7 separate regions of the Mus musculus genome follow, and all the other regions are linked to region 3. Evidence: chromatin contacts called from public HiChIP or PLAC-seq and promoter capture Hi-C data. All regions are on one chromosome and are shown on one strand. Each heading gives the region's core, a stretch centred on a gene start, on an enhancer-like site or on the middle of the called end of the contact. The rest is flanking DNA. Distances are from core to core; before and after follow the strand shown. Region 1 overlaps Gm33083 (a long non-coding RNA gene). Region 2 has its middle 370 kb from the start of Mir6352. Region 3 holds the start of Epha4 (Eph receptor A4). Region 4 overlaps Gm33083 (a long non-coding RNA gene). Region 5 has its middle 470 kb from the start of Mir6352. Region 6 has its middle 420 kb from the start of Mir6352. Region 7 has its middle 450 kb from the start of Mir6352.

Region 1 (2,700 bases), core at 152-2,651, 360 kb after region 3:
CCAGATCCAGGGGATCCAACACTTCTGGCCACTGTGGGTACCTACATGCCCACCGACAAGCCCGTATGGTGAAATACATAAAATTTTAAATAACATAAATAAATCTTTAAAGAGGTATTTATATCTGTATTATGGTTATTCCAGTGAAACAAGTATAGACATTTTATAAATCAAAAGAATATACTGGTGTATAGCTGCTGTGGTTTTTCAAAATGCCTATTTGAAAGAGAACTCTTGAAGTAAGAGAAATCTCCAGGCCACCCATGAGTCACACCATCATAGAGATTCCCCTGATCAAAACCAAATGTCATATTGCTGCTTGAGAAATGTCACATAATTAGAAGGAGACTGAATAAGAGTCATCCACCTGCCACAGCATGAGGGAGGGGATGTGAGAGAGAATGAATGGGAAGACAAAGCTGGTGACACACAGTGACATAGTGTACCTGGTACAGGGCTTGGCCCTGGAGGCACAGCAGGCCCCACAGCATTCATACAGCACAATGGGAAGAGATGCTGTGAGCAGCTCATGCCATCAAAGTCGAGTTACTGCCAATAAATCATAGAAAGACCACAGCATCCCTAAGAGCAGAAGAGAGCCTTGTACCTTCCCACTCTTTCCCCACATGAGGACCCCCATGGCTCAGCTTAAAGGCTAGACACATGAAAAGGGGCTATGTACCTACTGAGCATTGATCTTTCTACTCACTTGTTCGGACTGATGCATTTTACTGATTCAGACAAAATTATAATTTGCTTTTTGTAAGATTCCTTCCTTATGAAAAGATTATAATTTATCATGTATTTTCCCCCAAAGTAATAATCTCTAAATCACTCGATGAATGTATCCCTAAATTGTGGTTTAAATAATGCATCATGATGCACAAAGTAACTAGGGTAAGATGGAATTTAACAAATATATCTTTCAAGTATTAACATGCTGTCACTACAGATTTAACTTGGTGATAGAGTGCTTGCTTAGCATGGGCATGAACCTGGGGGTAATTTCCTGTACAATTAAAAAAAAAAGACAATTGGTGGCTGCTGAGAGAAGGAGAAGAGTTTTCTTCAAGAACGATACCCCTGACAGGTTCCCGTGCTTCAGTGAATGATCTACACATGCGCACATACTGGCATCACTAAGCACAGTTAGTGGTTTTTTTCTTTTTAAAGGAGCACATAATTTGGGAGGGAATAGTGGTGGGCAAGAAAGTGGAAGAAATGGGGGAGTAGGAATACATGGTGACTTTGAGCAGAACATATTATATACATGTATGAGATTTTCAAACAATAAAAGCAAACAAAAACACAGCAAAAGCCCAAAGAAGCACATAGCCCAACCACGACTCATTACATTCTTATTACATTCTTGTAACACTTACTGATATGCCACAAGTATTATAAAACAAACCTAAGAGTAGAAAACGTCCAAGTTCTTGCAATCTTCAGCAATAGTGACTTACCATGTAGCTTGGGAGGACAGCAAAGTGCCTCTGTTGTTCTGGAACCTCACAGAAGCCTCCAAGCCAGCAATTCATAAGAAGAAATTCTCAAAAGGCAATGAGATTTTTCATTTAAAATTGTATGGCTTTTAGTAGCAGCAAAAACGTCCATTAAAACTACTTTTCTTAAAATCATTATAATTTACATTCAGCTTATAAAGTAGTGAGTTACTATATGGTTATTTTTCCCATCTATTCAGAGTTCATAACTAACCCTAACCCTTGCCTGTCCTAGATGAAGAGTTGACTATTGATATTTTTTACTACATGAACACATAGACAAATAGCCTTCTAAGCATATCTGTTAATACACATAGGCTAATACTGTTCTCTGATTTGGACAGCGAAGGTCATGTTCAAAGTGGCTGACAGTGGATGCAGAGACTCACAATTGGTCAAATTGCTGAGGATAAATGATCTTGAGTTCTCATCCCTACACTGGGCATCAATAAGACCCTGTCCAAGGACCAGGGAGCATCATAAGAGAGGAAATAGAAAGACTGTAAGAGCAAGAGGGTGGGGAGGAGTACTGAGCTGTCTTTGGGATGTGACACACCTGTGACAGTCATGATGCACTGTACAATAGCTACCTGCACATCCAAAGTCAAAAATCCATGAAAGTCAGAGGGGTAATGGTTGAGAAGCATACAGGGATCCATGAGCATGGAAGGAAGATGAGAGGGCAACAGGGGCTGAGGGTGATCAACATGCTTATAGACACATGTAAAGACTATAGTAAATAAATTAGAAGATCTAACCTTTTCTGTATTTATTCTAGTAGGTTGCCCCACATGGATTCCCCACGAGGATGATGCACCAGGAAGAACTCTTCATCTCCCGGATGCCTGGGTATCTGTCTAATATTTATCTACTGAAAATACTAAAGCAATAACCACACTTCAGCATGTTAAGTACAAATCAGTCCAGTGAGGCCAGACCTGCCGACTCAAAAAGATGTCAGAGAAATTTCTTTGTAAGGGGGACGTCATAAAACCCTTGAACTCTTCTCCCTTGTGTGTCTCAGAGGAAAGTGGTTTCTCCAAAACCCTAAGGAAGCCACTTTAGCATTTTTTTTCAGAACATAGCTTTGTATTCATCCATTCAGTGCACTCATCTTAGATGCTTTTTAAAAATAGCACATTATTATCTAGTCCTGTGACTTAAGTTTGTTTCTCCTTTCTCCCCTGCAATACAGATT
Region 2 (2,700 bases), core at 131-2,630, 390 kb before region 3:
TGTTGTTCATTGCATATGTCTCTGCCCTTCCTTGTAGAGGACTCTAACCTCCCTTCTTCACATGACAGGGAAGCAGCCAGTCTGCCAGCTTTATCTGGAATAACCCAAGAAAATGACACCACAAAGACCACCTCACCCTTATGACTGCCAGGCTGGTGACAGGCCCTTTCCACTCCTGGAGAGCACTTATAAACATGCATTGCTTACTCCAAAGTAAAACATGGGTGAGTCCTGGTGCAGCATACTGACCCTGGAGTGCAACCGCCTAGGCACAAATCCAAGTGGCACCAATTACTTGGTCCAGCCATTTACTTCTTTGTACCATAGTTTCCTTGTCTACAAAGAAGAGATAAAAAGTTACGATGCATATAAACTGCTTAGCATGAATAGTTGGCACAGTCATTGTTGTTGGCATGTAATTATCTAAGTCTTTGCCAGACCTTTTAAAGTCAGTAATAATATACCAGTTCATATTTGTATCCCTAGTACCTAACACAGAATCTGTCAAGACAAATACACACACACACACACACACACAGAGAAAGAGAGAGAGAGAGACAGAGAGACAGAGAGAGAGAGAGACAGAGAGAGAGAGAGAAGAGAGGAGAAAGGAGAGAGGAGAGAGAAAAACACACAGACACACAGACACACAGGGACAGAGAGACAGAGTGATAGAGTCAGTCAGATAGACAGAGGCACAAAGACACACACACACACAAAAACACACAGAGAGAAAGACACACACATACACACAAACAGACACACACATAAACTGAAACACACATAAAAGATCATTTCAACAACAGAATACTTTACAAAGGTATTAAACACTTTGTTTTGTGCCATGGTCCTTGTTGACAGTATGAAAAGTCCACAGATTCATCCTCAAAACAATGCTTTTAAATATACACAATGAAATGTGTCTTGTGTTACAAAAAAAAATCCAATTATACTGAAATAAAGCCATCAGGAATATGTGAAAATAAATTTGTAGCACAATAATATTGTCTTTCTGATTCAATAACAAAATCTAGCAGAAGATCCAGCTCTAGTTATTTCAGAGGAACAATGAGTTTAAACAATACTGAGAGAGATGGAGAACAATAAAAGCATGCTGGGAAAATCATCACGGGCCCTGTTGCCAAAGCCAAGGTCAAAGCTAGTACTGTGAGGGTGTGTTGTTTTGATTAGCAGTGGAAGGGAATGCTACATTCCATTTAGAGAGTGGTGCAAACATAGATAATGTTTTCCAATTTGAGACTCCCCTACCTCCTAGTTAAGGTGTATGAGCTTAAAGCTTGGTTTGTGAGAGTCCCTGAAGTCCGCTAGCAGAACTGCATTGTGTCTAGAAAAAAGAGAAGGCTGCGCTTTCTCATCCCAGAAGCTACCCATATTCAGCTCCCTCACCAGAGATGGGCACTGCCTGACTGTCTAGCCTGCTGGAGTTCCCTGAATGGATGGTGATCCTTCAAAAACAAAGTGCTTTCTCCAGGCCTTTCCTGATACTTTTCCTTCAAACACAGTCCAGTTTAGAAGCCTCCTTCTTAATGGCTTAATTATTGCATTCAGAAAAAGTAAATATGATACTTTGGCTTTAGTTAGAGAAGAAATATGTCCCCTTTGCAGTGCTGGCACTGTGTCGAAGTGAGAGGCAATTTGCACTAGAGAAAGCTCTTTCTCCTTTGGGCTTGAGCCAGGCAGCTCAATAATGCTCCTTTTATCTAAGTAGATCCTGGGCTGTTGCCCTGTTAACATTCAACCTTTCCTAAAGGCGAATTCAGCCTTTGAATGAAACACTGAAATTAGATAGGATTCCACATTCCCAAGTCCTCTCTCTTCAATGTCAGCATTTTGCATCATTTTTTTTTAGTGTGTATTAACTGCGCTGAGTAAATGGTTTCATTATGGCATTTCCATACCCACATGTATTGTTCTTTGATCATATCCATCCCTTCTGTGATCCTTTCTTATCCCTCACCCCCCATTTCTCCTCTTCCACATACCACAGCCCTCCTTTCCCTGGTGTATTTTGTTTTCCTTCTACTACATATATGAGAGAAGTCCCATGATGCATTTTTCTCTGAATTTGGTTTTCTTGCTTATTTTCTGGGAAGCAGCTTCACAAAGTAGCAGGCTCCATTAGATGACAGTTTATGTTACCTCTGGTTGGTTTGTTTGTTTGTTTTGTTTTGCTTTTGTTTTTCTCACAAACAACACGATTTTGTTCTTTTGTATGGTTGAATAAGCTTTGTGTACAGCACACTTTATTTATCCATTCATCTGATGATGGACACCTCCTCTGGCTCCACATCTTGGCTGCTGTGAGGACTGCTACAATAACGTGGATGTACAGTAACACTGTGGTGTGACTTTGATTCCTTCAGGTTTATACCCAGGAGTGGTACAGATGGGTCGTCTGTTAGTTCTATGGTTAGCTTTTTTTTTTTTTTGAGGAGATTCCACCGTGATTTCCACAGCAGATATCCTAATTTATATTCCTACTGACAGTATATTTATGTTTCTTTTTCCTTCAAATGTTGATCTGTTGGTTTACTTTTTTTGTTGTTTTTCATTTTCCTGGTGATAGCCACTTTGACTGGGGTGGAATAGAATCTCATGGTAGCTTTCCATCTGCATGCCTGTGGCAGTTAAAGATCTGGAACAGCTTTTTATATATTTATTGGCAGTTTGTATTTTCTC
Region 3 (2,700 bases), core at 23-2,522:
AACACGAACACAGGCCGGAGCCCACGTTCACACACTGTGCGCACTCGCTTACCCGGCACAAAACGTCCAGGTTCCTGCAGACACCCGCGCCAGGCACACATTTGCCCTCAAACACACACACACACACACACACACACACACACACACACACACACACACACACACGAGAGGAGGGGGAGAGAGACAGACAGAGATAGAGAGACAGGGACACATAAGGACAGAAATAGACACAGAGAGTGTTCCTTTCCCCCTAGGCCCATCACAAACTAAATGGTCACCACCTCTCCCCTCACCTCGGACAGAAAAACAGACAAACAATCCTTCCAGAACGTCGCAATAGACAAACAGAAAACGGCACACGAATGGGTCCCGTCGGTCATGCCTGTCCTTCTAGACTAGTCCAGTACCCCATACTGGAGAGAGAAGCTTACAGTGGGGTATGTTTAATTCGCTGACTGGTCCCCTAGTTTTGCTGGATGAGCTAAGGATCTGGGGTAGGGGAGAGGTAGGCCTGAGATTGCAACCTCCAGGGTGCGCGGCCCGATGGAGAAAAAGGTGTCTGAGGCCCGGTGCTAGAAATCAGGTCACCGGCGCCCGACAAGCGGCGCCACCACCGCTGCGCGCTCCGGAGACCAAGCAGCCGGGTCCCGGGAAGCGCTGCGCTGGGAAAACTTTGCAAAAACCCGGGCTCGCAAGGCTTGGACAAGAGGCCGGGCGCTCTGCGCTCTACGTTTGGGTTTCCCTTCTCGCCTGTGCTGCTGATGTAGAGGACTTTGCTCACACGTTTTTTTGTTTTGTTTTCAAATCCCGGTGTATCCCCTCGGGGCGCCTTGAGCCGGCCCTGCAGGCGGATGCTGATAAACTTTGGCCTTTCGCTACAAACTTGGGCAGAGTGGCAGCTTGCATCGGTCACCCTTCTCAGTTCAGACAGCCTGATCCTCCTCAGTCCCCACTTAAGAGGATCCCCTCTGTTCGGCACTCTTCTCCGGAGTGGGAACGCGAGGCTCATGCCGCGCTCTCCACCCCCCGCCCCCCACCCTAACTGGTTCTGAGCTCCAGAAGACCATTCATCAGTGAATCACCCCCTCCGGGTCCCGGACCGCATAAGGGCTGCCGGGCTCTTACCTTCATTCGCGGGGTATACCCTAGAACCGGTGACAGCGTCGCAAATTCCAAAGAGAAACGAAAAGAGGATGAAATAGAAAATCCCAGCCATGGTTCGCCGGTGCCAACGCTGCTCCTGCCGCTTCTATCCCAGTGGAATAAATGCTTAAGTTAGGAGTGCAGCAGTCTGAAGACATTGCCAAGAGGGTGGGACCGGCCCGTGACGTACACCCGCCAGTCCAGAGCTCGTGACCAATAGCAGTGCAGAACCAGCGCCACGTCCCCACCCCCACGGTGCAGAGCCCACCCCCGAGGTCCCGCCCCCTCCAGCCTCCGCAGGGCTCAAGGTCTCCCGAGGCTGGCTTCCCAGCAGTGATGGGTCTGTGCCCCCACGAGAGGCCCCAGACCTTGTCTCGATCCTTGGGGATCGATCCCTTGGACGGCAGAGGGAACTTCGAGAGACTCCGAAAGGACGGTGGGGAAGGCCAGAAAACGTTGGCATTCCCCGCCCGGCCCCAAGTCCGGAGGTGTGCGAGGGAGAAAAGACTCCTGTTGAGATGAAATAAGTCTGAAGTTGACCTGCACCTTGGCTCTTGCCCCTTGCCGAGGTCGTCGGGTCTCTGTACTGTCCACCCCAGCTAAGGTCGGGCGCTCTCTGCTGCACGCAGCCACCCTCACTGCCAGGTTTTGTGTCTTTATGGCGTTCCTCCGTGGGAAATGCTTTGGGCTGGGGGACTTTCGTAGCTTGATAATTCCTTTCCTTCTTAGTTACCTAGCCAGGGGGACCCAGTCATCTCCCCAGCAGCAGAGCGCGGTCACTTGTCCCCAATCTTCCTAACGTTTGGAAGTGATCCCTGGCCAGGTCCGGGTGTTCACATCGACCGAGCCCACTACGGGACTATGAAGGGAGAAATCACCTCGCGACAGCCCTAGCTACCGGGAACTCACTGTGCTTTCCAGGGAGTGTCCCTGGAACCACTTCTAGCCATTCCTGGACACTTAGGTGTAGAAGGGGAAGGTTGTAAGAATGCGAGCACCTGCTGCACAGAAGGGACAGACAGAGGGTCGCAAGCTGCCTGGAGCAGCTACTGTGGCTCTGAACTCCGAAGTCTCCCCGGTACTGATGGGGACAGTCTCCCAGGGGACCAAAATGAGAGGCTCTACCCGCAGAAACTTGTCCCACAACCCCGCGTTGTTCTGGGTGCCAACCATCGACTTCCCAGGGACGCAGACACCATCCGGTCCTCCGATGCTCAGGCCACCGGGGAAGCCAATTTGAGCGCCAACCGCAGCTCAGCTAGCTACCAAGGGACCCGCCCCAGTTGAAACTGGGTGGCTGGTCCCCAGGCGTTTGAAGGGGTGGGATTCCAAAAGATCCACCTTCCGTGCTCGCCTCAAGCTGCCCCTCCTTTGGCTCCCTCCCGGGCCAGATTTTCCTCCTCCAAGTCTGGGTCTCAGCCTGAGTGGAGTTTGAGTGGAGGCACTTTGCAAACAGCAGGGGCAGAGTATCTACGTGAACCAACCGCGCCACCTGCCGGCCAGATGCGGGAGCGCGCGGACCCGGAGCAAAGCAGAACGGACAAAGACCTCAGCCAG
Region 4 (2,700 bases), core at 144-2,643, 330 kb after region 3:
TACTCTGAGCTCCAGGCCAATGAGAAACCCTGAGAAAATAATGTGAACAGCTCTTCAGAAACAACATGTGCGTGGCTTCCACATGTGCATACATGAGCACCTGAGCATGCAACCTACCCCCACCCCCTGTCCCCACCTCCACCCACACACACATAAGCAAAGGTTTAAAATGTGTCCAGGTAGACGCTTTTGATAGAGGGATACAGGTATTCTTCAGCATGAAGAAATAATAGTACACCAACCAAGTTTAACAACAACAACAAAATGTCATGACATTGTGGAGGACAACTTATGGGGTGAGATATTCTATAGCTATGGGCTGGTTAGCCTGGGGCTAAGATGGAGCCCCATGCAGGGGCAGAAATAAACAAAACAGAAGGTAGGAAGAGTCTGGAGTACTTTGGAGCATGGTACCCAGTGACAATGTAAAAGAAAGGGAAGATACCACTAAGATTTCAATGATGCATTATAATGCTGTCCACTAAATCAGGGTGGACACAATGAAGAAGGGACTTTGTAAAAAGGGAGATAAAAAGATAAAGCTGGATTATCACCTGCCATGCAAGTAGATGAGACCAAGAGAATTATGAACAGGCAGTTGTTGCCTTGGAGAGTGCGTGGGATTGAGGTTTTGTGATGGGCCATCTTTGTGGTTGTTGAGACAGGGTTTTTCTGGAGCTCTAGATGTCCTGTGTCTGTGGCAGTTATGGGCCGCATCCTAGAACTGTGAGCCAAAAGAACCACTTCCTTCCTGTACTGGCTGGTTTTGTGTCAACTTGACACAGCTGGAGTTATCCCAGAGAAAGGAGCTTCAGTTGAGGAAATGCCTCCATGAGATCCAACTGTAAGGCATTTTCTCAATTAGTGATCAAGGGGGATCAATTAGGGATCAAGCCCCTTGTGGGTGGGACCATCTTTGGGCTGGTAGTCTTGGCTCTATAAGAGAGCAGGCTGAGCAAACCAGCAGCAGCAAGCCAGTAAAGAACATCCCTCCATGGCTTCTGCATCAGCTCCTGCTTTCTGACCTGCTTGAGTTCCAGTCCTGCATCTTTTGGTGATGAACAGCAGTATGGAAGTGTAAGCTGAATAAACCCTTTCCTCCCCATCTTGCTTCTTGGTCATGATGTTTGTGCAGGAATAGAAACCCTGTCTAAGACACTTCCTTAAGCGAGTCTGCCGAGTGTTCTGGTACAGTGATGAAGAAAGCTACCAAAACAAATGTATATTTCAGGGCGGACTGTTTAAATACAGAAATGAAATAAATCCTCAAGATTTCCTACTGATTAATCATATGGAATGTCTACCCTTAGAGAAAGAGAGAAGGATGGAAATCTTGAGATCCGTGTAAGGCCTTGACGACGGAAAGTCAGAGGAATCCAACGGACAACTCATGCTACAGAAATGTAGCTATGTGAGATGAATGAGGTGGTCAGTTGGGTATGAAAGGCAGACACGACGTTTAAAGTATGCACTTAGAAAAGGGGAATTCCATATACATGAAGCCAGAGGAGATGCCAGAGATAAAACCGGTCATCAGCCAGCAGCTCAGCTACATTCTGCAAATTGCCTGCATGGAGACAGAGTCAGCTCCCAACACAGGCTTTGGCACACCCTGTGGATCTCACTTGAACAGAGCTGTATCCTGCCCCTGCCCTCCTATTAGAGCTGGCTGACATCCTGAGCCTACCTCGCCAAGAGGTTCATGAATCCTAGAAAACAGCCTTACCCAAGCTAAGATGGTTCAGTCCAGCAGCACAAGAAGACAGCAGGTACCTGGCAAAGATCCAAACACGATGAAGCCAGGCAGCCAAACAAACCGACTTTTTTTTAGGTCTGGGGACCCTGCAAACCTGGAAAGGCCTTCATGGAAGGTCTGGCTTAGAAGAAAGACATCCCCGGGGAAGAAGTCAACCGCTAAAGCAGCCCTGAAAAGGAATTGTTCAAAGTAGCCCAGGCCCCATTAGGCAGAGGAGAGGAGGCAGGGGTGGGGGAAACCAGATGAATAACAGTTTCTGAGCAGCACTGGGGCCACAGTTAAGATCCGGAAGTCCTGATTTGTAGCGCATCCATTTATATATAAAAATTAGACTGTGTACATGAGTACTGGCTGTCTAGCCAAGAGCTAATGCACATATGCAATATTTTGTCTCCAGTAATGGTACTTAAATTTTTTAAAGTAAACTCCAACAGTCAAACACGATTTTAAATTGACCTTCCTCCTGGTGCTGGTGCATTTAGCAAATGCCTTTTCCTCGCTCAGCATTTCTTGTTCGGTCCTAAAACCCAAACAGAATTGATTTGTTTTTGAATCACTCCATTCATGAAGTTGTGTTTGGAAGAAAAGAAAGGGGCAATGAGTTTTCATCTTGAACTGGCTTTGATCTGGGGACAAGAAAAATAACCTTTTAGATATATATCTTGAAGGTGGTGGGTAGAAAGTAACTCGCGTCCTATTTGTGAGTTGCCCACATAAAATCACTGGAAATCGGTTGGCTCTCGGCCTAGGACGCACCTTCATTTGTCCTAGGTCTGTGATGGTTGTCAAACTCCTCCCTGCCTCTGAGCCCCTGCCCTCCTGTCGGAGCTGGCTGACATCCTATCAAAGAGCAGCAAACACAGAAAGGAGGGTAAGCAGATGGTGATTTGGAAAACATTTTTCCCTAGAGGGGATTTTTTAAAAAATCCTATTCTCACATAATC
Region 5 (2,700 bases), core at 169-2,668, 490 kb before region 3:
AGGCTCTTAACTCTTTGGTCTTCAAGTTTCTAACATGGAAAGTGACATTAAAGCCCATGAAACAACAACAGAAAAATTGCTTCTGTTTGCTCTTAGATTAATAGAAATCTATAAAACAATTCCTACATGGTTTGGAACCTGTAAGCATCCAGAAAACTTTGTTATCGTTGCCCCTATTATTTTTTATTGCCACTGCTTGGATTTGTCCTCTTAATCTTTTTGTTGTTCTCACCATACCCCACAGGCTGGTTGGTCCAGGACAAATAACATCTCAGGTATTAAATTTATGAACTAGATTGAGGCTCTGTTACACAAGGTACAGGATAAAAAGCTGTGGGAAAACATTGATCATCAAGAAAACACAGCCTGACATCTATTTACAATCCAGTAGGGTATGGAAGCCACACAAAATTACAAAGCACATCAAGGAAAGGCACTATTTGATAAATACCATAAAAGAGAGATAAACAATGGGCTACGGGCCCTATAGAAGACAAAACACTCCCAGCTGCTGCTTCTCTTATTCATGCTGATCCAGATATGGGTGGCTAGAGGGGATGGGGAGAGACACAGGATGAATGGGGAAAACCAGTTCAGGGGGTTAGAGAGATGGCTCCATTAACAAAAGGCTTGTCTTGCAAGCAAAAGAATCTGAGTTCATTCTTTAAGAACTCATGTTAAAAAAAAAAAAACAACAACAAAAAACAGGGAATGGAGGCATGCAGGCATGCATGTATAATTCCATCAAGGGTGAGGTGGGAGGCAGGGGCAGTTGGATCCCTGGGGCTAACTGGTCAGGTAGCCTATTCAAGCTGATAGTGTTTCAGGCCAGTAAGAGACCCAGTCCTGAACAAAAGTATAAGGCGTATAAGGCGCTTAAGTAATAATACCTGAGGCTGCCTTCTTGTTTCCACATATGCACATGTACACGTGAACACATTTGTCTTCCTACACACATAAATGATAAATAAGTAAATAAATAAATAAATAAATAAATAAATAAATAAATAGTATTTCACAAATACAGACTATATGTTGCATGATAAGAAAGCTATCCTGTTCTAAGCTGAGAAGCCCAGGAAGATGGTAGGTAAACAATGACAATAATGCAGAAAAAAAGGTGATATTTGCTCACCCAAGGCTTGTTGCGTCTCGTATTCTGGCCATATTACCCACTGGGATGGTCATCAATGAGTAGATTTCCTCACTGTTGGGAATGGATGTAGGTATATAAATAAAACAGCAAAATCCTCTCGTACATCTCACTGCGCCAACCCAAAGTCATCAAAAACTGTGTCAAACCCAAAGAAACAAGTGAGACTTTTTGAAGCCAAATAATGCGGGGACATAGATCACACCTGCTCCCTCCTAACAGATGCTTGTGTGGTGGCGACATATTGGCAGAAAATTCACACTCAGTGGCCCTTGTCCTTTTACTCCCAACTGTGCTGTGTGCTATTGTTAGTATTTTGGCTCAGAATAGAACACATATTGTAGAAATACCAGCTGGCTCCTGTGTAAGACACTCAAGTTAATTTTTCTCCAAAGACTCTGTTCCTGTGTTCATCTGGACTAATTATTTTTGTGTTTATCCAAACAAAAGGGCATATTGCAGAAAAGAGAAGTCACTTTCATTTTCTACACAAGCACTGGGGGCCTTGGTTAAGAAGAATTCAGAGCTCTGACAGAACTCAGACCCTGTGTTCAAACTCCAAAAGATGCTAGCACCAGACAGAAGGCTTTATAGCTGCTATTTACTTACAGAAAAATGAGAAACAGAGAGGGGAATCATGTAGCATGCCTATTCCAGAACATGAAGGGAGAACTAAAACTGGAGTCTAGGCTTTGTGAATTCTCAGAATCTTAGTACAGAAAGAAAGAAAACATGCAGAAAAGAGGAGGAAGGCGGGTAGATGCATCCATGACTGAAGCCATCCCTCCAGTCCTAGAGCTGGGTACAACAAAGGCAAGAAAGCCACACCACCAGTACATGCTGGGACAGGAAATTCTTGCCAGAACCTTCAGATTGGCAAACGGCTCCTTTCACAGGGCATGCAGGCTAGAAAAGCTGAAGAAATAATAGTGTGGATTTCCTCCAAACGTTTGCAGGGATCTGAGTTCTTCTTAAAGCTTGCTGCTCTGAAAGCGCTGACTGCAAAAAGCGCCCATCCACTCTGCAGTTCCTTAGCTTTGTAAAAATCGAAGTAGCAAATTGGAAGCTCTTCGAGTATGTGTTAAGGATCTTCCCCACCCATGAGTTAAATGGATCCGAGAACAGGCAGGTCGGCTCTGTCTGTCTTTCTCTTCAGGAAATGAATGCAGGAGCACATATCTTTTCAACCAGTGTGCCCTTATTCTCCTCCTCTCAGCTCACTGGCCCCTTCTCTTCTTACCGACCTTGATAAATCTCACCTGCAGTCATAGATGATAGTGCCTCACCTTTGCAAGGTGGACTCTTGTGAAAGTAAGGAAGGGTTGAGGGAAAGGAGGCCAAGACATCTAAATGCAAGCATCAACCTTGTCTGGGCCATTCGCCGTCCCTCCTTACTAGCCTTGAAATGACCAAGAGCCAATAAAAGCTGGATGGACAGGTATTGCTGGCCTTCTTCAGGACACAGGCAAGATGTAACTGAACACAGCTGTTAGCCATCAGCATCCGTTACGTCCAAAAAGACCTAACTCTTTAGGCATTTGTGAATT
Region 6 (2,700 bases), core at 153-2,652, 430 kb before region 3:
TGCCCATGCCTGGTGGCTTGGGATATGAACTCAGGACCTCTTGATTTCATAGCAAGTTCTCTTATGCACTGAGCCTTCACTCCAATCCCTAGATATCGTATTTCTTAAATCTCTAATGATATGAGATAATATTTGTGAAAATGATAACTGAAAAATAATTCAATCATGCAAGATAATCTAATCTTTAAAATATATGCAAATACATACACATACTCTCTCTCTCTCATGCACAGGTGCACACACACACACACATACACACACACACACGTATATAAAAACAAATGTCAAAAAGAAAAAAAAACTCCAAAGAAAAATGAAGTTTACTGCAGAACAGTCCATTTGCTAAATGTCTGTTATCTTAATTTTACTTTCTTATTTTCTATATTTCTTCTATTGTGTATTTGTTTCAATACAAGATAGTTGAAAAGGTTTTTATCTTCAGACTGCTAATGAAATGAATATACAGTTAAGTTCACATGAAAATTGTCATAGCGAAGTGTGGTGGCACATGACCGGAGCCCTAGGTGAGGCAATAGGATTGCAAGCCTGCGGCCTACTTAAACAATTATATATACTACCACAGTGTATAATATGACCGTTACACATTTCCAATATTTCCCCACCAATGAGAGTTTATAATTTCCCTCACATTAAGTCCCAAGTTTATAAGAACCCATTTACCTTAAAACTTATCCATTTATTCATTTATCTATGTAATGTGTGTATGTTTTGCCCCTCTGGGTTTAGGTGTATCATGTGTAAGCAGGAGCCCTCAGATGTGAGAATGGAGAGTCAGAAACTCTGGAACTGGAGTTACAGGCAGTTGTGGGTCACCATGTAAGTGCTGGGAGCTAAACCTCTGAAAGGGTGCTGATGCTCTTAACCACTGAGACATGTCTCAAACCCCCAAATCCATCTATAGTAAGAGTATAGATGGCTTTGTATATTTTAACAAATATATATATATATATATATATATATATATATATATATATTATAGCAAATTCATAAATTTATTATATTATTTTATAATTATATCTGTCTATTATAATACATCTATAATATATAATTATACATGTATAATTATACTTGCACATATATTATATATTATATAAATCCGAAAACACTGAATGGTTCTACCTCTGGACCAAACTGAAAGGACCAACGTGTCTTCCTAGAATTCCCACTCAACTCAAGGAAAATGTGATTATGAATTGAGGTAAATCAGGCAGGATGACATAACCCAGAAGCTTCAAGGTCACAAATGCCTCTCATTTCCACCTTTCAGGGGATTTTAAAGGGGGTAGCCGTGTACACGGAGCGAGGCTGTGCAGAGAGGCTCTGCTGAACTGCTCGATGAAAAGGCAAAGGAGAAGCACATTATTGCACTTGAACTATGATGTCATGTGGAATGCATTCTGCCAGCCTGGAGGAGCAGGAAAGTCAGCAAGCAGAGCCGGGTGCTCCTCATCTGCATGCACACACATGTCCTGACTCTTTATATCCTCACCATGGGAGGATACAGAGGGAGGGGAAAAAAAGAGAGAGATACAGGAGTTAAGAAATATTGCCAAAACATGTAACTGTTAAATTGCAGAGCTGGCTTTCAAACTCAGGCATTGAATGCTATGGTCCCTTCCTTCTTAATCTCACTCCCTGGGCACAAAAGAAAGAGGAACTCCCCAGATACTACAAAATGCATTCCTTGTAGTCTGAGGGATTTTTTAAGTGGGGGAGGAGTTACATTCTGTTTTAGAAAGCTTTGATGGTATGCATGTGATGCATGAGTGCATGTGTTTGTGTGTATGTGTGTGTGCATGTGTTTGTGTGTGTGTTTGTGTGTGTATATGTGTGTGCCTGTGTTTGTGTGTTCATGTGTTTCTGTGTGTATATGTGTGCTCATGTGTTTGTGTGTGTTTATGTGTTGTATATGTGTGTGTATCTGTGTGTTTATGTGTGTGTGTGTGTGTGTGTGTGTGTGTGTGTGTGTGTGTGTGTGTGAAGTAGGAGATTTGCTAACGCAATCATTCTTCCATCCTTCTGTTGCAGTAAGGCTGAAGTGCCTTCCTCCTGACAGGAATAAGGCCGCAAATGAAACAAGGAAGCACGATTGTTCTCTTCTGTGAGCCGCTTGAAGGGCAGACGATCCTTGGTCCATCCATTACCACATAAATAATTAAATACCCAGAGCCTGCAGCCAGCCCAGGTTGGGCACTGGGTGAAGCAATTCACATTAAATATTGGGAGAACAACACACTTGGTCAGTCATTAGCTCCTCCTAGTGGCTTCTTTGGCCCTTGGTCAGGAGGCAGCTAAGGTATTGGCTGTCTTAGAGGAAACCCAGTTACTTGCGCATCTCTAAGCCAGGGGACCTGGTCACACCATGGAAAAGACCACACCCATGAGCATCAGAGCTGATTTCCCAGAGCCACAACGGAGCGCTGAGCCTTCTACTCCGGTGGCATGTATAAGTCTGTCAACCCAGATGCCTAAGAAAGGAAAGCCCAACCACAATCACGTTCTCTGCTGGAGATAATTAGAACTTCAAGTGGTGGAACAAAACAAGTAATACATGGTGACCTACAGGTGCCTTTCAGTTATACTGTGCTCCGCTCCTGCCTTGTGGAAGAGAAAGCAAGTGTCACAGGAAAGTTTAATCACATCAAATACAGAAACCAGGCCAGAGCTCTGTGGGGGTGG
Region 7 (2,706 bases), core at 116-2,615, 470 kb before region 3:
TTCAACTCATAGGATACGGGAGTTTAATGTAGCATTTCGTATAAGCTTCAGGATGCTCAGTCATTTGTATTATTACCCTTTGAGCAAATACCTATATTTACAGGCAAAGTGGTTTTTCATTAATATCGTTTCTTTTCTTGGATTTCCTGGGTGGTATAGAGATAGGAGGAGGGTGTTTCCAGTCTGTAGGTAGGATAAGTGTAAAAACTTGTCCCTCTTGTGTTCTGGCCCTTTGCCTCAGCGTGACTTGTCCTCATGAGCTTCTGACTCTGCCTTTAGATAAATGCACAAGCTGCATGCCAGAGGATAGAAGGCAGATGAAGGTAATCCAACTGCTTCAGCAACATTTTTCTTTAGATAGGTCATCTGTGGGCAGATGATTTTCAAAGATAGAAGGAAATATCATCAATGTCAACCGATTTGGAGACTTGGAATCATCATACACATGGGCTTGCTCTGGACAAATGAGAAAGACTTCCCATGTGACATACAATGGTTAGCAGCATCTGAATGATAATAAATGCTCACTGTTACAGGGCACATATCTTTAGAAATTTTCGTAGACAACACATTGATATTGCTGACCATATTAATAAATAGGATATTAGATGGGGGATAGATAACAGGTACATCTTTTTCTCAAGGGCCAAAAATGTCTATGCTAGGTCTTCAAACTACCCATTATAGTAAGGGACAATCATTTGACTCTTAGTTTCTAACATGAGAAATATCCATTGCAAAGATGACACAGCATTAAGAAATTGCAAGTGATGTAGATGGACCTTATCCAGATGGATAGGACTTCTTCATGTTTACTGATATTTTTTAAAAGGACCTTCAGATGTATGCCATACATTCAAGCTATGCATCTCATTATGCTATATATTTCATTAGGCTATAGGCTTCATTAGACACTCAAATCAAGAATCTCATTACACAAACCAGACACACATCTCATTATGCCGTGCATGTCATTAAGATCCCAGCCAGGAACAGATGTAAAATAGACACATTTCAGCAAGGCTTTGATTCTAGCCCACATGGCACTCTCATCAACAACTGAGCAAGGATGGACCAACAATTGGGTGACTTTTGAATGACACTTGGCAAACAGGAACCAGCTCCAACAAGCACTGTGAAATAACTGAGAGGAAAAAAATAGCTTGGTGTCACATTCCACTTTCCTGTCCACTCTAAGAATCCATTCCTACTGTCAGTCAGAAGTCACCTATCAGTGGAAAGCTGGTGATGGGGTGCGAGAGGACACGTGTCTGTAACAATGCCATCATCTGTCATAGGAGACACAGACAACAAAGGGGACCATCAATGTCACCTTGGGGTCGCAGCAACTGTGGCTGTTCTGCGTTCCCAGTTGGCATCTCATTCGGTATCTTCATGGACAGGTTCCATGATGACATCCCTGGCTAAGTAGTATATCTGCGGTCAGAAATGATAAAATCCCAACTCACACTAATATAAGATTAGACCATTATAAAAAAAGCCCAGAGGTGTGAGTCATTCCAGCCTGACCAACCCTAGCCAAAGACAACACGATCTCTGTGGACATGTGTTCTCTCTGTCCCTAGGGTCTGATTCTCTGGGTGTCAGTTTTATCATTAGGTGCACGTTCTAGATGAGAAAAGTGCAAGTGGTTCCAACCATCTCCACAGCTCCCAGTTCTAATAAAATATAGTGAGTGTCTTCTAAAAGAGGCAACCAGGTCCTGGCAGATGATTCTAGCAAGAACCTTGGAAGAAGGAGTATAGGCCCTCAGTTACTATCACACGTTCCTATGCCTTCTCTGAAGGTTATCATGGATTGAAGTGGACAAGGACCTTAAGCCAGGAGAGTGACCGGTAGATGCAAACATATTTATTTACTGTCCCTGATTCATAGATTATAAGGCAATAAAAGTGCAATAAACCTACAGTCTAAGAACTTGGGAGTCTCTGTTCTTGCTCACCTAAAAAAAAAAAAAAAGTTTGTCACCAATGAATAAGAGATGTCTATATTGCAGGAGCTGGATAAATATCATGGCTATTTCTTGAGCTACTACCAAATGAGAATAATTCTTTTCTCTAGTAGTTTAAGCTAGTGTGAAAAAGCATGACTTTCATGAGCTATCAAGCACTCTGTTCAGAATAGCTTGAAGCATTTTCTGTAACTATTGGCTATTATATTTAGGAAGGATTAAACTTAAGAAAATGAACACACCAAAAAATCCAGATTAGTGATACAGCACTTGGCTAGCATTCAGCAGAGCTTGAATTTGGTTTCTAGTACTGCCATAAACAAAAGAGAAACAACAACAACAACAAAAAAAAAAACATTTGAAAAAACAAAAAACAAAACAAAACAAAAAAAAAAACAACAACTCTTCCTGTAAGCGGCCAGAGGTCACCTGCCAAGATGGTTCGCTACTCTCTTGACCCAGAAAACCCCACAAAATCATGCAAATCAAGAGGTTCAAACCTTTGTGTTCACTTTAAGAACACCAGAGAAACTGCCCAGGCCATCAAGGGTATGCATATCTGCAAAGCCACCAAGTATCTGAAGGAGGTCACTTTAAAGAAGCAATGTGTGCCATTCGGGCGGTATAATGGAGTCGGTAGGTGCGCCCAGGCCAAACAGTGGGGCTGGACACAGGGTCGGTGGCCAAAAGAGAGTGCTGAGTTTTTGCTGCACATGCTTAAAAATGCAGAGAGT

What was found. Promoter capture Hi-C pulls out the DNA fragments that hold promoters and counts their contacts. HiChIP or PLAC-seq counts read pairs in DNA pulled down with a chosen protein or histone mark.
Region 1: a CTCF HiChIP or PLAC-seq map of the NIH/3T3 cell line shows a contact between it and region 3, with 5 read pairs. The contact joins the enhancer-like site here to the promoter of Epha4 in region 3. A contact is called at or near these places in 1 of 15 datasets of contacts at CTCF or cohesin (the NIH/3T3 cell line), 3 of 484 Hi-C or Micro-C datasets (cranial neural crest, embryonic fibroblasts and muscle stem cells) and 8 of 115 datasets of contacts at active chromatin or transcription factors (astrocytes, embryonic basal ganglia, embryonic forebrain and 5 more).
Region 2: a contact with region 3 is called in an H3K4me3 HiChIP or PLAC-seq map of neural progenitor cells, with 24 read pairs. The contact joins the enhancer-like site here to the promoter of Epha4 in region 3. A contact is called at or near these places in 7 of 39 promoter capture datasets (the 3T3-L1 cell line, hematopoietic stem and progenitor cells, hippocampal neurons and 2 more), 2 of 484 Hi-C or Micro-C datasets (the HL-1 cell line and cerebral cortex), 18 of 115 datasets of contacts at active chromatin or transcription factors (astrocytes, bone marrow-derived macrophages, craniofacial prominence and 10 more) and 2 of 9 other capture datasets (adipose tissue and embryonic stem cells).
Region 4: a contact with region 3 is called in a CTCF HiChIP or PLAC-seq map of the NIH/3T3 cell line, with 16 read pairs. The contact joins the enhancer-like site here to the promoter of Epha4 in region 3. A contact is called at or near these places in 1 of 39 promoter capture datasets (hippocampal neurons), 1 of 15 datasets of contacts at CTCF or cohesin (the NIH/3T3 cell line) and 3 of 115 datasets of contacts at active chromatin or transcription factors (embryonic basal ganglia, embryonic hindbrain and forebrain).
Region 5: a promoter capture Hi-C map of hippocampal neurons shows a contact between it and region 3, with 8 times the contacts expected there. The contact joins the enhancer-like site here to the promoter of Epha4 in region 3. A contact is called at or near these places in 7 of 39 promoter capture datasets (the 3T3-L1 cell line, the SN4741 cell line, embryonic stem cells and 3 more), 1 of 15 datasets of contacts at CTCF or cohesin (the NIH/3T3 cell line), 11 of 484 Hi-C or Micro-C datasets (the AML12 cell line, the C10 cell line, bone marrow-derived macrophages and 7 more), 20 of 115 datasets of contacts at active chromatin or transcription factors (astrocytes, bone marrow-derived macrophages, craniofacial prominence and 12 more) and 3 of 9 other capture datasets (adipose tissue, embryonic stem cells and liver).
Region 6: an H3K4me3 HiChIP or PLAC-seq map of embryonic forebrain shows a contact between it and region 3, with 5 times the contacts expected there. The contact joins the enhancer-like site here to the promoter of Epha4 in region 3. A contact is called at or near these places in 8 of 39 promoter capture datasets (the 3T3-L1 cell line, cranial neural crest, embryonic stem cells and 3 more), 47 of 484 Hi-C or Micro-C datasets (the AML12 cell line, the HL-1 cell line, Sertoli cells and 29 more), 20 of 115 datasets of contacts at active chromatin or transcription factors (craniofacial prominence, differentiating embryonic stem cells, embryonic basal ganglia and 12 more) and 1 of 9 other capture datasets (embryonic stem cells).
Region 7: an H3K27ac HiChIP or PLAC-seq map of heart atrium shows a contact between it and region 3, with 9 read pairs. The contact joins the enhancer-like site here to the promoter of Epha4 in region 3. A contact is called at or near these places in 6 of 39 promoter capture datasets (the 3T3-L1 cell line, the SN4741 cell line, embryonic stem cells and 3 more), 5 of 484 Hi-C or Micro-C datasets (the HL-1 cell line, LSK cells, embryonic fibroblasts and 2 more), 18 of 115 datasets of contacts at active chromatin or transcription factors (astrocytes, bone marrow-derived macrophages, craniofacial prominence and 10 more) and 1 of 9 other capture datasets (embryonic stem cells).

What each region holds. Positions count from the first base shown.
Region 1 is chr1:77,868,925-77,871,624 of GRCm38.p6, forward strand. The region is part of intron 1 of Gm33083 (a long non-coding RNA gene); the gene reads right to left. It overlaps Gm33030 (a long non-coding RNA gene), which reads left to right. Exons shown (of 4, transcript XR_373561.2): 3 at 2,281-2,351. Among named protein-coding and RNA genes, the nearest start is that of Gm33083, 26 kb to the right of the region's middle. Within about 2 kb of position 1,402, at least 8 of the 459 cell types and tissues checked have an H3K27ac peak or open chromatin away from gene starts, as enhancers often do. A contact at or near this core is called in the NIH/3T3 cell line and embryonic fibroblasts, where this site is marked.
Region 2 is chr1:77,126,916-77,129,615 of GRCm38.p6, forward strand. No RefSeq gene overlaps it. Among named protein-coding and RNA genes, the nearest start is that of Mir6352, 370 kb to the right of the region's middle. Within about 2 kb of position 1,381, at least 14 of the 459 cell types and tissues checked have an H3K27ac peak or open chromatin away from gene starts, as enhancers often do. A contact at or near this core is called in forebrain and neural progenitor cells, where this site is marked.
Region 3 is chr1:77,513,816-77,516,515 of GRCm38.p6, forward strand. It overlaps Epha4 (Eph receptor A4), which reads right to left and starts at 1,273. Exons shown (of 18, transcript NM_007936.3): 1 at 1,126-1,273. The coding sequence starts at 1,216.
Region 4 is chr1:77,844,803-77,847,502 of GRCm38.p6, forward strand. The region is part of intron 2 of Gm33083 (a long non-coding RNA gene); the gene reads right to left. The region is part of intron 2 of Gm33030 (a long non-coding RNA gene); the gene reads left to right. Among named protein-coding and RNA genes, the nearest start is that of Gm33030, 33 kb to the left of the region's middle. Within about 2 kb of position 1,394, at least 15 of the 459 cell types and tissues checked have an H3K27ac peak or open chromatin away from gene starts, as enhancers often do. A contact at or near this core is called in the NIH/3T3 cell line, where this site is marked.
Region 5 is chr1:77,026,408-77,029,107 of GRCm38.p6, forward strand. No RefSeq gene overlaps it. Among named protein-coding and RNA genes, the nearest start is that of Mir6352, 470 kb to the right of the region's middle. Within about 2 kb of position 1,419, at least 11 of the 459 cell types and tissues checked have an H3K27ac peak or open chromatin away from gene starts, as enhancers often do. A contact at or near this core is called in hippocampal excitatory neurons and hippocampal neurons, where this site is marked.
Region 6 is chr1:77,079,564-77,082,263 of GRCm38.p6, forward strand. No RefSeq gene overlaps it. Among named protein-coding and RNA genes, the nearest start is that of Mir6352, 420 kb to the right of the region's middle. Within about 2 kb of position 1,403, at least 22 of the 459 cell types and tissues checked have an H3K27ac peak or open chromatin away from gene starts, as enhancers often do. A contact at or near this core is called in embryonic forebrain, neural progenitor cells and stem cell-derived neural stem cells, where this site is marked.
Region 7 is chr1:77,047,921-77,050,626 of GRCm38.p6, forward strand. It overlaps the pseudogene Gm2060. Among named protein-coding and RNA genes, the nearest start is that of Mir6352, 450 kb to the right of the region's middle. Within about 2 kb of position 1,366, at least 7 of the 459 cell types and tissues checked have an H3K27ac peak or open chromatin away from gene starts, as enhancers often do. A contact at or near this core is called in heart atrium, where this site is marked.